2 separate regions of the Gossypium hirsutum genome follow, and region 2 is linked to region 1. A link is a contact called in public Hi-C data. All regions are on one chromosome and are shown on one strand. The core of a region is the stretch at or near the end of the contact, and the rest is flanking DNA. Distances in the headings are between cores, read along the strand shown. Region 1 has its middle 66 kb from the start of LOC107943047. Region 2 holds the start of LOC107950655 (protein PAF1 homolog).

The links. Hi-C and Micro-C count contacts between places; a contact is called where the count stands out from the background.
Region 2: a Hi-C map of leaf shows a contact between it and region 1, with 4 times the contacts expected there. The contact joins the promoter of LOC107950655 here to the enhancer-like site in region 1. A contact is called at or near these places in 9 of 34 Hi-C or Micro-C datasets (anther, callus, hypocotyl and 2 more).

What each region holds. Positions count from the first base shown.
Region 1 is chrD03:11,322,923-11,326,564 of Gossypium_hirsutum_v2.1, reverse strand. No RefSeq gene overlaps it. Among protein-coding and RNA genes, the nearest start is that of LOC107943047, 66 kb to the right of the region's middle. Within about 2 kb of position 1,939, at least 3 of the 9 cell types and tissues checked have an H3K27ac peak or open chromatin away from gene starts, as enhancers often do. A contact at or near this core is called in leaf, where this site is marked.
Region 2 is chrD03:11,413,672-11,417,313 of Gossypium_hirsutum_v2.1, reverse strand. It overlaps LOC107950655 (protein PAF1 homolog), which reads left to right and starts at 1,808. Exons shown (of 12, transcript XM_016885537.2): 1 at 1,808-3,642. The coding sequence starts at 2,872.

The DNA of each region.
Region 1 (3,642 bases), core at 690-3,189:
GAGGCTTGTAAAAACTCCAATTAGTGTGAACTTTAATATCCTAGAATTTAGCTCAAACAAGTCTTTAATATGAAACCACAATGTCTAGGAGTAGTTGTTTTAGGAAAACAAATCTCTTCACTTAAAAGAAACTAGAAACTTGACCACATTAAAAGTCTTCAAAAAAATATTTGCTTGGCTTAATTTTCTTCATGCTTTAACTCAATAAAATGCTACTAAAAATCTTCCAAGTACGTGCATAAAAAAAAATCTAAAATTTTTCAGTTAAAAAATATCAAATGCAAATTGAATTGCAACTAAAATCACATTTAAAAAATATAACCGACCTAATAGAGTTATTATTGTTTCATTGAATTGAGAAATGAGAATTTTGCAACATGATATAATTATTATATTTAAATCTCTAATATTTTACGAGAAAAGAAATTTTAATCTAAATATCAAAATGCAAGATTTATTTGATTTGGAGAAAATCTTCCTATGTTTAAACCAGACAATACAATGTTGAGGATAATTAGTGACCTATTTATAAAACAAAAAAGGTAGCACAATTGATGCAAATAAACCCGACTTGACGCATATATCTTTCTCGCTTCTAAGATGTAAAAATTAATCCAAGAATTCAAGATTGTTTGGGAGGCACCAGACATATATATTTATTATTATATCAAATTCTCCAATATCAACACCAAACACACTTAAAGAGAACAGTAAATGCAGGGCCTTGGTCTCTTCAACCAGTAAATTTTTATCCAATCTCAAATTTGTATAAAATATTTTATGTTTACTTGCATTTTTAAAAGTATATGTGTTAATATTCTTCATATTTGTTTTATTTCTGTTAATAATATTGTCTTTAAAATTTAAATTTACACTTCCCTTAAAAATCTAATATATTGTATTATTAGAAAAATATTTGAAAAACAAAACAAGCCATGTTTTTAAGAAATGATTTAGCAGAAGGGAAATTGAGGGTCCCCATGTCCACATCATATGCATCATTGCATGTGCTTTTAGCTGGAAAATGATTTTCCAGTGCCGTGACCTAAGATTTTATAGCTTTTTGTGTCCTCGTATAATAATAAATTATCATTTTAGGTATGTACTTTTTGTTTATTTATGGAATTATGAAACCGAACCCCAGGATTAGTTGAACAAAGATAATAAATTTGGGTAAGGTGGTTGGCGTAGTAAGTAAAAGATGAAATATATATATATATAAATCATGAATTATCCAGACTGGATTTGGGTTGTTAAAGAAAATGATGAGCAGGATTAATTCATATCCAAATTTAAGACAATAACACTATGATATCTGCTCCAGACCCCCCCCCCAAACCTTGGATCTTGTATTAACCCTTTCTTTTTCTTTATTGCATGATAAGCTGGGTACAAATTACAAAATAGTAAGATACGATATGATTAATTTAGAATTCACACATAAGAGATGTCAAAAAGTGCAATCAATATTTTAAAATGGATGTTACATTGGATTCGAGGGTATTATTTTAATTAGTAAGTTTATTAAGGCATTTCAAAAATAAAATTTAGATCAAGCTCACATTATTCACTTAAACAAAAAAAAATATAAGAAAATCTCAGGATAATAAAATTTGAATCATTTAATAGATTTCAAATGGAATAAAATTTTTTGAATAAATTAAAATAGAACGAGACAAGACAAAGGTTAAACGCATCAAACATCTACATAGGTGATTATTATTTTCAATATTTTACATTCATAACAAAACAAAATGAATGATGGAACAAAATATACCAACTTTAAGCAATAATAAATCTAACAATATATATTTCCACTCCCATCGAGATGTACCGAGCAAACTTAAATAAATCCATTTTTTGTTTGAAGGAAGGGCTACGAAATGGATTTATATTGTGCCCGAACATAGGGGCCTCTTTTAGTCCATAGGGTTTTGTTTGAAGCCTTAATTTATAGGCCTTGTCATCTTGTAAAACCAAGTTTTTATCTCTGTTATGGATCCTACATCACACATTACAAATTCATAAATCTTTTAATGAAAGTTTTAACTCCACAAGTAAAATTAAGAAGTTGATAAGTGTCTTACAAGAATATAATAAAATATTAAAAAAATAAAAATATATATTTTAAAAAGACATGTGTAATTTTTTAAACCTATTTTTATAATAAAAAACTTTTTACTAAATTATATATATGGTAACCAAATTACAATATAAAAACTAAATCTGCAATACAAATACTAATACCATTTTAAACCTATAAAACGCCAAAACCATATAAAAAGATCGCAAGAGAAGTGAAAACAAAACACCTCAAAATTTTTGCATCTACATCCCAACCTTTGACTCAATATATTATGAGGTAAGCAATTATCACCACATATGCAATATCAAGGCATAATGGTAAGATAATAAAAATGTAATCTTTAAAATGTTAATACTAAGCATGGTTTATTTAAAATCTAGGTAATGGATTAATTATTATTCTTTATGTCAAGACTAAAATTTTAAAATTCAAAAAGTATAAAGACTTAGAATGATCTAATTGAAAAATATGGACTATGTAACAACCCGATACAGTGGTGTCGAAAAGTACGATTTTAGGTTTCATTTTAATAGACCGAGTCTATAAATAATTAATAAAAATATTTACGGAGTTATGCTATAAATGAATTGAATCGAGGTTAAGTAATTCAGTTGATTTGAGTATTTAATCTAGTTCAAGAATTAAATTGAAAATTTAGATCGCTATAAATTTTAATTTGAAAATAGTTAAAAAGGACTAAAATTGCTAATAGCCCAAAAATTTTGGATGGCAATAAAAAATGCCAATTTTGTGGCTAAAAAATGTTGATGTTATATGTTATTATTTATTATAAAAAATTATAAAAAATAAAATAAGTTAAACTAGTTTAAGTGGAAGGAGAGAGAAGATGTCTTCTCCATCCTTCCACGTGACAAGAAAAAAAAAAGAGAGAAGAAACATAATAGATTTGGTTAGGGTTTCAAACTTTAATCCACAAATTGGTAAGTGTAATTTATTACTTTTCTTATAAATTTTATATTTTTGAGATCGGGGAATCATAATTTAACTAATTTGTGTATCAATTTATAAAACCGTTAAAGTTTTAGAAAGTTACCATTAATGATTTTTCTTTTTTTTATGTTAAATTGATAGATTTTTAGTGTATACATGAAAAATGACTAGATTTTTGAAGTTGGATGTTAGATTTTTCACTTGAGAAAATAAAGTAGATATCAAGTAGAGTAGTTATGAGATTTTGTTAGAAATCGATAATAGAGGGTCTAAAATAGAAGGAAATGAAGGCGGATTATAAATCGACGCTTAGAATGGAGAGTTATGCTTGTTTCGATTTTAAGAATTTAAATTGAATGAAATGTGAAGTTTGTCTAGGATAATAATTGACTATGAATTGGGTGAATTATTGATCGTGTTATTTGTTTATGTTAATTCGTAGCTATTGACAATCCGATTTCTTCAAAAGCGAAGGAAAAAGCTAAAGTCACCGATGAGTAGTTTGAAATTTCCTATAAGTACCATCATAACTCAACTTATTATTTATTTTTCCTTTTAATTTCATTGTTAGGTAAGTTGACAACACGAAAGAAGTTACACATGAG
Region 2 (3,642 bases), core at 559-3,058, 91 kb before region 1:
GCGATGTTAAAGGTCAATTTAGGTGAGTTTTGAGGTGATTTTTGGGTCCTAGCATAGTTGTATCTATACATATGCTAAATTGTATCGCAACAAGTAAGTTAGTGAAAGTAAAAGTGTACGATAGCAAGGACTTGTATCAGTACAAATTCTCACTTGTACCTATACAGCTATGACAGAACATTGTCCCTCACTTGTTTTGAGTTGTTTCGACTCCTAGAGACCCGTGCTAAGTCCTGATGACCTCTAAACACTTAGGAATTGTTTTAAAATATTTATAAATTGTTTTAAAAGTTTTAATAATGAATTTAATCAATTGAAATGGTTTGATATGAATGGATTTATGTTTGACTTTCTTATTGAATTTAAAGTATAAGCTAGATTAAATTACTCTAGCAACTAATATGGGTCTCGCATTAGGACTCGACGACTGGATCAAATGCTGGATGTCACAGTTTTTAATGAACTTGCGTATTGGTTTTATACATATAATCTACTCATCTAGTCAAATTTTGATTGAAAACGGTTATGATAAGGAATTTTTATGTTATGGACTTGTTTCCATGTGTTAAACATGTTTTCATACTTTTTGTTTGACATATATCTTGCTAGGAGGCATATAGAGACATGATTGCATGACCTGGAATACTATTTTCCTATAGTTCTAGATTTATGTCTTGGGACTAGATAAAAGTCTTAAGACATGGTAGCCTGAGTATCGAGACTTGATTTTCAAGTCTCATGTAACACTCTATACCCAACTTGAATTAGAGACATTAACATTTTTAAAATTATGAAAATGAAATAAAATTAAAGAAATTACAAAATAAAAAATTTACAAAAATTGAATGAAAAACATTAAGAATAAAATAGTACAGAAAATTGCGAGAATAAATGTATAAGATTGGGAGAATAGATAAATAAGATTGAATAAATTTTTTTGAAAATAGACAGGTATATATAGGAAAAAAATGTCCTTTGGAGAAAAAAAATGTTGACATTGGAGAAAAAAGTGTTACCGTTGGTCAACTTGCCATTGATCCCAAGGTTAGAAACTCAACGACGGTGATATTCTAACAGTTTATATAATTTTTTTTAAAAATCCGACTTTGGTACAAGGCAACGCCATGTGATGAAAATGTGCTCTGTAATTTTTTAAACAACGCATTTTCACCTCTCTTCTCCATGTCACCTGAAAGCGCTTCCTACACGTGTTTTTTTGTCTTCTCCCTCCAAAATCGACTTATTTCTGTAATTTCCAAATAAAACGATATCAAACCTTAATTTTTTTTACAATTGACATATATGCTTAATTTTCTTGAAAATAAAGAGGAAGGAAAAAAAACAAAAGATAATGAAAATCTTATCATTGACTCTCCAAAATAATCTTCAAAGCAAGAAACGGTGGTCGGCAATGGTTAGAGACAATGATCAACAACAATTAAGGTTGAAACTTGAGATGAGAGAAGAGTTGAAAAGAAGTAGAGAGGCAGCCGTTGGCACATGTGATGCTGGAGTTTGCAGAAAACACAAAAGAGAGAAAATTTTGAGAGAAAGAGAAGAAGAGAGACTAAACTTGGCATTCAAATTTTTGCATAACTGCTTCTTGGGCCCTTGGGCAATTATAACCACCAGGCCGTTACAACCAATTTGAAATTTTGTTAGACATGTGCAATATTAGAGTGAAACGCACCATTTTACTCAATTCCCTTCATCAACACTGAAACGCTGCGTCTAACCCTCCCTTAAACTCTACGTTTTTTTGAAGTTTCTAAACATAAAAGATTAAACACTGTCGTTTTGTTAACGAACTTAACAGCTAATTAAGACTTGAGAATTTGACCCGTCTCAAAATGGCAGAGCAACGAGCAGCAGAGTTGTTCTTTTCTTCTTCAAGTGTTTTAGTAGGTACAAGACAGATTAAGGAATTTAGGGGTTTTTTTTTTTACTTTATTATTTTAGGTTGGGTGATTGGGTTGGATTGATTAAATTTTTTAGGGTTTGGTATGTTTTCGATGGATTTGGGTTGCAAAAGTCGGTTTAACTGGATTAAATTTTTAGGGTTTGGTATGTTTTCGATGGATTTGGGTTGCAAAAGTCGGTTTAACTGGTTTTGCATTGGTTCATTCAGTTTATAGATCGCGGTTCAACTGTGTTCACGACTCAACTAGTTCTCATCCTAACTCCGGATTTCAATAACATTGGAAAAAACAAAGAAATAATCCTGAATATATAAAACCCAAAAATAAATCCGAAGTCAAGTAAAAGAGGATATTATCCCCTTCTCCGTTCCGGCAAACTTTTTCCGGTCACTCACTCACGCATTTTGGTTTTCGCTTAGAGCTGTAAATAATAAACATATATTAGTTCGGATTTCAATTGGTTAGGTTTCTTTTTTCTCCCTTTAATAAAGTAGGAGCTGGTTTTTGCTTTCAAGTATTTACTGATTAGATTCCAGATCAGTCTCTATCTCTTTCCTAGGGTTTGTGGAATTGAGAGTTCAATTCGTTGCTCTGTTTATCTCATTTAACGCTTTCTTCCCACAAATTTTTTTGCCGACCTGATTAAATTAAAAATTTTTGGCGGTTGATTTTGCTAGGGTTTTAGCTACTTCAGCTGAATTCTGGAAATTAGGATTTCAATGTTTTGAATCTATTCCTTTAGGGTTTTTTTTTCTTGAAAGGAAAATAGGAAATTTCAAATTCGAGTTGAAGGTTTTCCAATTTGAATAAATTTCTTCAAGAAAACTAGGAGAAAAAAGAAGCCCAGAATTCAAAATCTCAAGTTTCATGTTTTACTGTTCTTTTATGCGGCTTTCTTATTGATTTGTCTCTGTTTTTGATACTGTGATAAAGTGAATAAAAGAGAAGAAGAATGGCCTCGTATAGGTCATTCCCACCACAATCCTTTCCTCCTCCACCCTCACCAAATCAAAATCCTCTCCCACCCCAACAACATTATGATCAAAATTACAATCAAATGAATTTGAAATCAAATTATCATTACCCTTCTTCAAGACCGCCCCAACAACAGCAGCAGCCACCGCCTCCTCCACCTCCACAGCAGCAATATTCTTATCCCCCACCGCCTCCGCCACCTCTGGATTCTTCCTATCCACCTCCCCCACCCCCTCCTCTGCCAACAGTGCCGCAAAATACCTTCAACTCACAGCCACCAATATACTATCCACCTTCACAGTACTCATCACAGTATGGCAATCAAGCAATGCAGCCACCTCCTCCACCGCCTCCCCCAAGTTCTCCCGGTTCTTCAATCCCTCCACCTCCTCCTCCCAGTTCTCCTCCACCTCCGCCTCCTCCAAAGGAGAGTGCTGGGGACAAGAGGTTAAGTGAGCTCAGTAAAGTGGGGAATAGGGATTTTTCAGGTTCTGGAAGGCGTGAACATGGGCATTCCAATCACAGGATTGGTGGTAGAGAGCACAAGCCAATGGTGCCCCCTGTAAAGAACCCAAATGTACATACAGGAAGAGTGGAGACAGAGGAAGAGAGGAGGTTGAGGAAGAAGAGGGACTTTGAGAAGCAAAGACAAGAGGAGAAGCATAGACAGCAGAAGAAGGAGTCGCAGAAGGCCCAATTAATGTCTTCCAGCAAAGCGCATGGTTCAATGATAGGCTCACGGATGGGA